Regions from separate parts of the Gossypium hirsutum genome. Here region 1 is linked to region 2. Evidence: chromatin contacts called from public Hi-C data. All regions are on one chromosome and are shown on one strand. Each heading gives the region's core, a stretch centred on a gene start, on an enhancer-like site or on the middle of the called end of the contact. The rest is flanking DNA. Distances are from core to core; before and after follow the strand shown.

Region 1 (5,352 bases), core at 881-3,380, 290 kb after region 2:
GTTAATGAATCCTATTATTTATACTTAATGTTGCGTTTAGATGGACTGATTATTTAACTAGTAGACGAATTAAAAGATTATTTAACTATATGAACAATATAATGATTTTACCTTTTAACTTAACGAGTAAACATTTATCAAAACGACGTAGTTTTACCTTTTAACTTAATTATTTTGAATTTTAACTTTTAAAAAAGTAAACATTTATCAAAATAACGTAGTTTTGTCTTTTCTTATTCGGATTTTTGGATAACTCGAATTGTGTAATTCATATTCGAGTTAAACCAAAAACTTAATTTTTTTATTCGAGTTAATCAGAATAACTTGATTAACTCAAATAATTCGAATTATTTAATTCAAAATTTAAATTTTTTATCAAATTTTTCAAATCGAATTGGATTTTGCTCACCCCTATTTGTGGAGCCTCACTTAGAAAATAATTTTCTTCAACAATTCCTCTGATACAAATTGTTGCATATCACTCTCCCAATAAATATTTGTAACCTCAAAATCAAACCCAAATTGTTGCATATCATTATCCCAAAATATCCCACTTTACATTCTAACATCTTTCCATAAAAAGCCTCTAAACAAGTGTCCAAATACACTCTAAATAGCTAATGAAGAAGTCAACCAACAACTTATTTCTAGGCTAATGCAAGAATCTCTCCAGTATTTTGATAGGCTTGAAATACTCATAAAATTTAAATTTATCTCTTAAATTATCTAGAATAATTATCTAATAAAAACATTTATAAACATGCATCTTCAACACTTTAAATTTATTCCTTTCCTTCAAATCAATCATTTGAAAGATAAAGATCATAATATGTTTTACCAACAAATTCCACTTTCGCTTACTTTTTAAATCATTTAAAAGAAAAATTATTTATATTTTAATCCGCAAATTAATGATATTTAAAATTATTTTATATAAAATATTAAATTATAAAAATTAAAAAAATTTATACAAACAATACAAATAAAAAATAATCAAAATATAAATTTATTAATAATATAGTCATCTTAATGTATTTTACCCAAAAAATTATAATGTCTTCAAATAGGCTATTTTTAAGGGTCTTCACTCTTGGATTTAAGCTTTTTTCACCCACATCTAATTTACTTTCTCTCTCAAATTACAATATTACTTTAACAACTAATTTCACCACCACTATTATTTTTACTGTTACAGCATACAAACCCATGACTCTTCGAAAAATGACTGCACGTAAAAATAAGAAACAAACGAAAGACCTAAAACCTGTTCTCTACCAGATTTACCAACCAAGATACGCCATTCTGTCTGCTTTTGAGAGAAACTACAACTATTAAGGCAAGCTCAATTGCTGACTTGATTTACAGTTCAATTCTTCAAATATTTTTTTGTGGGAAAAGGCTAATAATCGATTGTTGATTTATTTTCCATATTTTTCAAGATTTATATAACATTTAACGAGCCTTGACAGATTCAGCAAGAAACCAAAACGCAGAGCAGCGATTATACCTATAATTTCAGGCGAACCCTAAATATTTTAGAACTGAGATTCAAAAATCAAAACCAAATTAGCTTTTGAAACGAGATCTTCAGAGAAATTCATCGAAATTCGAAACAAAAATACATTAAACTAAAGAGAAAATCCAAGAAAAAAAGCCTACAAGAAACTGTTACAAAAAAAATTTACACAAAAAAGAAACCCTAAAATCCAAAATCAACCGCCGAAACCGTAAAGAGTCCTTCCTTGTCTCTTGAGAGCATAAACGACATCGATAGCGGTAACAGTCTTACGCCTAGCGTGCTCCGTATAGGTGACGGCATCGCGTATAACGTTTTCAAGGAAGATCTTGAGAACCCCACGAGTTTCCTCGTAGATCAAACCACTAATCCTCTTCACGCCGCCTCTACGAGCTAATCTCCGAATCGCCGGCTTGGTGATGCCCTGAATGTTATCTCGGAGAACCTTACGATGCCTCTTAGCGCCTCCCTTTCCCAATCCCTTGCCTCCTTTTCCACGGCCCGACATTTTGAAGAATCGAAGAGACTCTTTTTTCACAGAAAACTGGGAATTTTTTGAATGCTTGAAAGCGAGGGATGTGGAGCGGGGTTTAAATAGGGGTTTTTTTTTTGTTATGGATAGAGGAAAAGAATATGAACTGTTGGATTTGAACGGTATCTGACGGTGGATATTGGTGATCCATAGCTTTTGATATTATTGGCTGGAAATGTAAGAGGAGTGTTCGTTTATCTAATGGTTAGTGAATCGATTCATGGTGTGTTGTGCGCGTGTTTGCGCGATTTTGAACCGTGGATTAGGCTTCAATCATTTTGAATTATTTCAATCCTTTTGAATTATTTTTTTTATTGTTAGGAGGGTAATCACGAATTTTAAATATAAATAGTAAAATAAATATAAAAGATATATAAAAAGAATTAATTAATAATTATAAAATTTATATTTAAGTATAAATATAATTTTAGATATATAATTAAAACATATTTATATATATAATATTTTTTTTACAATAGTGCTAATGTAAATATATATATTAATTTTTTAATGCGTGCCTCGGGTTAAAATTTTTTTTATGATTGAGAGAAGAAAATAAAGTAACATGATATCGAATATAAGTTCTCATACTTATAATATAATACTTTTGTCATTAAACCTAGAGATTGTTGACAGGTTAAATTTTAAATATCAAGAAAATATATAATTAATAAATTTTATGTGCTAAAAATATTTAGAGGGAAATATAAATAATAAAATATGTATAAATTTATTGTTTGAAACTTCCAACTTTATATCTTAACTTCAAAGTAGAGACAAATAGAAAAAGTTTGACTAGTAATAAAAGTTATTTTTTACCAGTGCGTATGATTTAACAATAAGATAATGAAAATAAAACAATTTAAATTAAATGAAAGAAAATATGATTAAAAATTGTAAGTTAAATTATCGAGTATAAATAAATTAAAAATATTTATTGTGAAAATATAAGTTGCAAAATATAATTAAAAATTATATTAAAAAAATAAAAGAGCTCTACAAATATTTTATTTCTTTATTACATATCGCATTAAAAATTAAAAACTTAATAACCTTAATATATATATATAGATATATATATATATCTAATGCGGGAATGATATATAATTTTATGCTCCTCTAGTGAATCAGATTATAATGCAAGCAAGCAAATTATTTTAAAAATATTTTAAAGGGTAAACTATTAAAATAGTCATTTTTGTTTGCTTTAAGTTACTTTTTAGTTATTTATTAGCTACTTATGTTTAATATATTACATTTTAGTCACTTACGTTATCGTTTTGTTACGAAATGGTCACTTTTCCGTTAAAATCTGTTACTTTTTAAACGACAATCCAACATAATAGTTAAAATAGGTTTTAAATGCCAATGTAGATGTTCAGCTGGGATGAGAAATTTTAAATTTTATTTATGAAATTATAGAAAACAAAATTTTGTTCTAAAACTCAATTTTCTCCCATTTAAAAAGAATGAACAGTTGGGGTTTTTTTTATTACTATCGGAGAAGAGAAAAGCAGAACGATAGAAAAGAAGAAGAAGAAGAAGAAATGGACACACCAACCTTTATACCTGCTTGCTATTATGGTTGCTTACAATACATAAATAAACAAAAATGAAATATGTCTTTTTTGTTTGTCACATATACAGAAAAACATGAAAAGATGAATCACCTTTTTGCAAAAAAAAAACCATAATATTTGAACCCAAAATTTAGGTAAAGAACAAAAAAAACTCATTACTTATTGTAACCTATACTTGGACTCTCCATTGAAACGATTCTTTGTTCTTTCATTTTGAATAAAAGATCCAACCGATTGATGGAGCACTCAATTTGATTTCTACTATTTCAATTCAACAAATAAAACTATGAAAATGATTGGCTTTTTAGTCAAAATGAAAACGAAAACTAAAAGAAAAAGGAGACCAAGAGTTCTTTTTTTTTTTTTCAGTTCAAGGATTAATGTGGTATATTGGTTTTGATTCTTTCAAGAAACCAATTTAACATTTTCCTTTAATTAATTTAGAAAATTTAATTAATTTAATTTATGTTGGCATTTAAAACCCATTTTAATTAATTGCCACATCGGACTGTCATTTGGGAGGTAACATATTTTAACACAGAGTGACTATTTTATAACAAAACAATAACGTCAGTGACTAAAATATAACTTGATACAAACAAAAGTGACTATGTCGATAGTTTACCTTATTTAAAAAAAATGTCATTATCTAATTTAAGGATGACAAAATTTGGAATGTCTAATGAATCTTGAATCGTCTCGCTTCAAATGGAATGAATTTATTCTTGGACTATAAAAATGGGGCGAGATGTTAATTTTTAGAAGGTGGATGTAAAACAGTTCAAATAATTACTCGCCTCACCTCAACATTTCCTATTCTAATATATATAAAACTATCATTTTACTTTTATATACAATGCTAATGAAATGATAAATATATATATAGAATTAAATCATAAAATATAACCATATATTTTTCAACCTTTTATGTATATAACTATTAAAAAAGTAAAATAATAATTTCTCGTTTATATTATATATATTTATTAGAAAAATCAAATTAGGGCGATGCAAGACCATATCTTAAATCTCAAATAATATAATAGTGATAATAGTTTGCTTTTTTATTTTGTTTTTTAATGTTTAAAGGTGGCCGGAATCTTCCACAATAAGAGAGAGCCAAGTATGTATAAAAGATTATATCAAACGAATATAGGTGAGATCATATAGTAGGCAAAATTTGAAGCCGCATGTCAGTAAGAACATTCCCAAATTAATTAACTAAATAACAGTCGGCATTTACCTCTGTTTTGGATTACGCAAGAACATTTTCCCTTGTCTATATTGAATGTTCCTAGCAAGAAAAGCATTTCCCAGCAAAGACCTTAAATTTCCAACTTTGTTATTGCTTTCCTAAGATGGCTTCAGTTGAAACCAGTAAACCCCACGCTGTATGCATTCCATATCCATCACAAGGTCATGTTAGCCCCATGATGCCACTGGCTAAGCTCTTACACTCTAGAGGCTTCTTCATAACCTTTGTTAACACTGAGTTCAACCATAGGCGTTTGATCAGGTCCAAAGGGGCAAACTTCGTTAAGGGTCTGCCTGATTTCCGGTTCGAAACGATTCCGGATGGGCTGTCATCGTCCGACCGTGATGCGACGCAGGATGTTCGAGCTCTATGTGATTCGACACGAAAGAATTGCTTGGCGCCGTTTTTAGAGCTACTAGCTAAGTTAAACTCCTCCCATCTGCCCTCTGTTACTTGCATAGTCTCTGAT
Region 2 (5,552 bases), core at 1,141-3,640:
GGTATAGGGTGTTACAATTTTATTAGTATCAAAGATTTTGGTTTAGTCGATCCTCTGGAAGTTAAGTGAGAGTTAGTCTTGTATGCATAATACATGGGACTTGGCTTAGTCCCTCAAGTAAGTTAAGGAATTTCGTATGGCGAATACTTTAGTATACTGTTAATATTAGGGTAAGTGTAACAGTTGGGAAGGAAAATAATGATTTCATTGATAACATAAGGAAGTTTATACAAACTGGGAAAAGAAAGTAAGTTCAAGACAGTTGGATTGAAGTTTTCCTCAAAAGATGTTTTTGTTGCTGTAGTGAAGCGGTATAGCGCAAAGCATGGGGCCAACTTCCATGTTACATCTTCAAGTGTAATTGTAAACTCATTGCACGAAAGATGAAATTTGTGCGTTTCGAGTCTTCATTTTTCCAACAAAACATTGATAAGTGCGAGCTCCAATTTGGTCCCCCTAAGCATACAATACACGTGCAACAATCCCACCTCTTCCAAGTGTTGTTCAATAATACGCGATGCCCTCGCACTTAAATTGTGTATATACGTCTCGATAATCTAATTTTTGGTCTAATTATATAAACATAAAAATTTTAAAAAAATTAATAATGTTAACAACTTAATAATTATATTAATTAAAAAATTAATAATATTTTCTTACCATTTGTAATTGGACGTCGAAAATGTGTTTGTCATCCAAACGAAAAAGAGGCATTGAAATTTTTAAGATTATAAAAATAAAATAAAATCAAAGAAATTATGAAATATAAAATTAAGACAAGAAGAATTTGAGAGAAATTAAATGAAAATGTTGAGAATAAAATAGTTGAGAGAATAAGGGTTATATATAAAATGAAATAGTCATTGGAGGTAAAAATGTAATTAGCCGTTTGAAATTTTAACTTGACCATTGGACTAAAACGGTTCCTGCATTTTTTATTTCTCTCTCCAAAATTGACTTATTTTCTTAAATTTAGGAAATATCAACTTAAATCCCTTGTTATGTTTAAAATTGAAAATTTTTACGTAATTAGCCCCAATTTTTTTCACCACCATGTTCTCAAAATAAAGAAGGGGACTTCAATTTTGGAGTTGTAAATCTTGATGTAAAATATAAAATATATATTTACGATTTGTTGGGTTTCAGTGAATGTGGCATCAAAAATAAAATGATTGCAACATTCTAGAATTTTCTAAAAATCATTTGAAGACTAAAGTATGCACCCTTTCATTATGTAACCAGATTGGATTTAAATCCACATCAAATCACGTGGGTCGGAATTAGATTTTTTTTGGGTCTTGGGTTAATTTTGCATTAGGTCCTTCATGATTTGTTAGTCTGCTTTAGTCCTCCATTCGTTTCAATTTCACTCAATTTATACTTCCTGGATTTTTTTTTTGAATTCAGTTAGGGTTGTCTATGTTTGAATTTTTTTTCCATTTTTATTTCATATGGTTCAAATTGGTGATTAATTATTTCATTAAAATTTTTAATGTAGTATAAAATCTATGCATCACACGGGAAAGAAAACTAATTTGTAAAATAAGTTGTTTCATTTTTGTATTTCTTGAAATATACAATTGAGAAGTTAGATTTAACGTATTGAATTAATCATAGATAAAGTAAACGAATAATATTTTTATTTATTTTTTGTATAATATAGTTTTTATTCTTTTGAAGCTAGAAATAAGGTATTAAAATAAAATAATAATTAAATTTTAATAATAAATAATTATTTTAGTTATATATAAATTAAAATTATGATTTATCGGTATAGATAGCATTATATATTTTAATAATAATTACTTACATTAGTTACACGGTTTAAAAATTAAATAAAAAAATAAATATCTATATTTACATGCAGTGTACATAAAATTTGAGACTAGTATATATAAAAAAATAAGTTTAGAAAATTTTTTGTACTGATGAAAATATTTTTTATTTTTTATCATATTATTAAATTCACATTTAAAAATAATTATAATATTTAAATTAAAATTATTAATTAAAAAGTTGAAATAAAATAGAAATTGTAATAATTATTCATTTAAAAATAACTATAATTTAATAGAATTTGTGATAATTGCACATTTAAAAATAATTAGGATTAGAATTAAAATTATTAGTTAAAAAGTTATGCTAATTTTAATATAGAGTTATTCCTTGAATAAAACACTAAGCATAAAATATAGAAAAAAAAAATTTGTGAATAATATAATTGTATTTGTAATTTACCATTATTAGTTAATTTTTTATGTAAACAAAAGTTTTGGTAATTTTGTTGATGTAAAATAGAGTTATTACTTGAATAGAATTCTAATCATATTAATTATTACTTAGTTAATATTAGAGTTAATTAATCTGCCGCTTTGGCACGCTCTATCTGTCCTTTTTGACACGCTTTAGTCTTGCTTCCTATTTGTTTCCTTTTGTTGTATTTTTCTTATATTTTTTCGGTTTGTTACTTTGATCTTCCGTTTGTAGTGGGTTGTTTTCGTTGTGTGGTGAGAAAGAGGCATTTTCTTTGCCAAACAAATCTGAAGCACAAAATGTTGTGTATAATTTCTGCTTGGTAGGGTGTTTTCTTATTGCTAGTGTGGTGCATTTCCCTGCGATGAGAAATACTATGGCCAACATTTGGCATCCTTTGGAGGGTGTGCAAATTTCTGATTTGGGGGAGAAACCCTTTCTTTTCAAGTTTTTCAATGAGGTAGATAATTCACGGGTTATCTCAGGTGCTCCTTGGACTTCCAATAATCACCTCCTGATTTTCCATAGGCTTGAGGAGAACGAAGACCCACCGGCTATTCCTTTGGTGTTTTCAGATTGTTGGATTCATGTCCACGAGTTGCCTCCGGGTTTCTTCCAGGATTCTATGGCAGTTCAGTATTGGCAAATTTCTTGAATATGACATGAAGCAGTTGTCTAATGGATATATGAATTATATACGCATTTAGGTTTCGGTTTGATGTTCGAATTCATCTAAAAAGAAGAAAGAAAATTAAGATTTTCGAGTCAAAATTCACTTATGCAAAATTTAAGTATGAAAAATTAACTTTATTTTGCTTTTTATGTGGATGTCTTGGTCATGGTAATAATTTTTGTTCGCTGAGGTTACAATATGGAATGCAGGAACTGGAGATGGGTTGGGATCTGTTTTTGAGAGCTCAAGGGAGGAAGGCTTCCATTGCTAATAGTATCTGGTTAAGGGGGGAAGGATATAATAGTTTTTTTTGGAAAGTCCCATTTTGGGCAATTTTCCAGCCAACAATCAAGTCATAATCAAAGGCTTGAATTAGGAGCTAATTTTATTTCCCCTTTTGGGATTAATTTGGAAGGGTCCAAATTTCCTGCTGTTTTGAATGATTATCAGCAAGGAAATAATTTTCGCAATAATGGGGATAAGGATTTGGATCTTGGAAAAAGCCAAATGTTTGGGCCTTCATTTTCTAGTGACGTTCAAAGGAAAGCACCAGGTGGGTTGGGCCGACCAAATGGGTTGTGAATTAGAGGAACAACCTTTTATTAATGAAGAAGGTAAAAAAAAGGCAGAGATTTAACGTGTTGATCTCAAATGTTTCTAATGCTCAGGATTTATTGGAGGTTGCTAGGGAGAACTCTTCTCATTATAATCAGATATCAGTGGCTGTCATTGGGCTAGCCGACCAAAAGCAATAAAAATACCGTGCTGTAATGTTTTCGGATTGGGGAGTCTGCGAACTGTAAAAAGACTTCAGTATATACTGAAGATTCATCATCCCCAACTTGTCTTATTTGTGGAGACAAAATTAAGTGCTAATAAAATAGAGGCAGTGAGGAGACGGTGTGGATTTTACAATGGTATTGATGTTTCAGCGAAAGGATCTCGAGGGGGCTTAAGTGTCGGGTGTAATGGGAATAACTTAGTCAATTTGCAGAGTTTCCCAAAAAATATCAATGTTTAAATTCAAGAAGATGATGCAACTTCTCGATGGCATTTCACCGGGTTTTATGGGGCTCCGGAGTTTAAGAATAAAGTGGAGACTTGGGAGTTACTTCAAAGGTTAGGGAGAAATAATTCACTTCCTTTATTGGTGGGTGGTGATTTCAATGATATTCTTTTTACTTATGAAAAACAAGGAGGATTGCTAAGGGAGGAGGCTTGGATGGAGGTTTTCCGCAGGACTTTGGATGCTTTTCAATTAGAAGATATTGGCTTTTTGAGAGCTTGGTTCACATGGGAAAGAGGGAGAACTATGGAAAGGAACATTAGGGAAAGACTTGATAGAGGAGTGGCCAGCGATGCTTGGCTTTAACTTTTCCCTAATTATTCGTTGAGGCATCTCCCACATTCTTTCTCGGACCATTTTCCTTTATTCATTGAAATAGAGAATGCTAGGATGGATAGAAGATCTATTCGGTTTCAATTTGAAGCCTAGTGGGTTTTGGAGGAGACGTGTAAGGATAAGATTAGGAAGTTATGGGAGGGTAGTTTTGGCTCCTTTCTTATTCGCATGACAACTCTTGCTGATAGTTTGAAAGCATGGGATAACAAAATTAAAAGTAAAGAAGGATGGAAAGTGAAGCGTTTGAATAGAAGATTGGAGGAGTTGAATTGTGAAGAGATATAATAGGAGAATTTGGGCAAGATTTTTGAGGTCAAACTTCACTTGAATATGAATTTGGATAAGGAGGAGAAATATTGGGAACAAAAGGCAAGAGCTAATTGGTTGAAAATAGGGGATAAGAATACCTCGTTTTTTCATAAATTTACTTCCCAAAGAAGACCAGCCAATCGTATCTAGGGATTGCAACGCAGGGATGGATCTCTTGCTATGGATGGAAGGGAGGTGGAAAGCATTGCCTGTGGGTACTTTTCTGACTTTTTTGAGTCTAGAGGAATAAGGGACTTGGAGCGCATTCTTTTTAAGGTCCATTTGTGTATTTCAGACAATGTGAATCAAAGATTAACAGCCACTTACAAGGAGGTTGAAATTATTGAGGCATTGAAAGGAATAGGACCTACTAAAGCGTCGAGTGCTGATGGTTTTCCAGTAATCTTTTACCAAAAATTCTGGCACATGATCGGTAAGGATGCTAGTGGTTTTTGTTTAAATATTCTTAATAATGGAAATTCTTTGGAGGATATTAACAAAACCCAATTGGTGCTATTCCCAAAGTGGCTAATCCTATTAATCTGAAGAATTTTTGCCCTATTAATTTATGCGCAATTATTTTTAAGATTATTGTAAAAACTGTTGCTAATCGACTTCAAAAGGCTTTGCATGAGTGTATTGATGATTCGCAGAGTGCTTTTGTTCCTGGCAGATTCATTACTAACAATGTACTTTTGGCTTATGAGGTACTTCACTCGTTCAAGAATAAAAGATATGGGAGAAAGGGTCTCATGGCTTTAAAACTTGATATGAGTAAGGCATATGACAGAGTGAAGTGGCCTTTCATAAAAGGAATAATGTTAAAAATGGGTTTTGATGGGCATTTTATTGATATGATTATCCGTTGCATGAATTTTGTCTAATATTCCATCTTGATTAATAGGGAAGAAGGGT

What was found. Hi-C and Micro-C count contacts between places; a contact is called where the count stands out from the background.
Region 1: a contact with region 2 is called in a Hi-C map of leaf, with 1.8 times the contacts expected there. The contact joins the promoter of LOC107934611 here to the promoter of LOC107934615 in region 2. A contact is called at or near these places in 3 of 34 Hi-C or Micro-C datasets (callus, hypocotyl and leaf).

The regions. Positions count from the first base shown.
Region 1 is chrA02:102,968,552-102,973,903 of Gossypium_hirsutum_v2.1, forward strand. It overlaps LOC107934611 (histone H4), which reads right to left and starts at 2,131. Exons shown (of 1, transcript XM_016867088.2): 1 at 1,567-2,131. The coding sequence starts at 2,024. The coding sequence ends at 1,713. It overlaps LOC107934620 (linamarin synthase 2), which reads left to right and starts at 4,902. Exons shown (of 2, transcript XM_041079676.1): 1 at 4,902-5,352. The coding sequence starts at 4,987.
Region 2 is chrA02:102,681,524-102,687,075 of Gossypium_hirsutum_v2.1, forward strand. LOC107934615 reads left to right here and starts at 2,391. Exons shown (of 4, transcript XR_005903693.1): 1 at 2,391-5,070.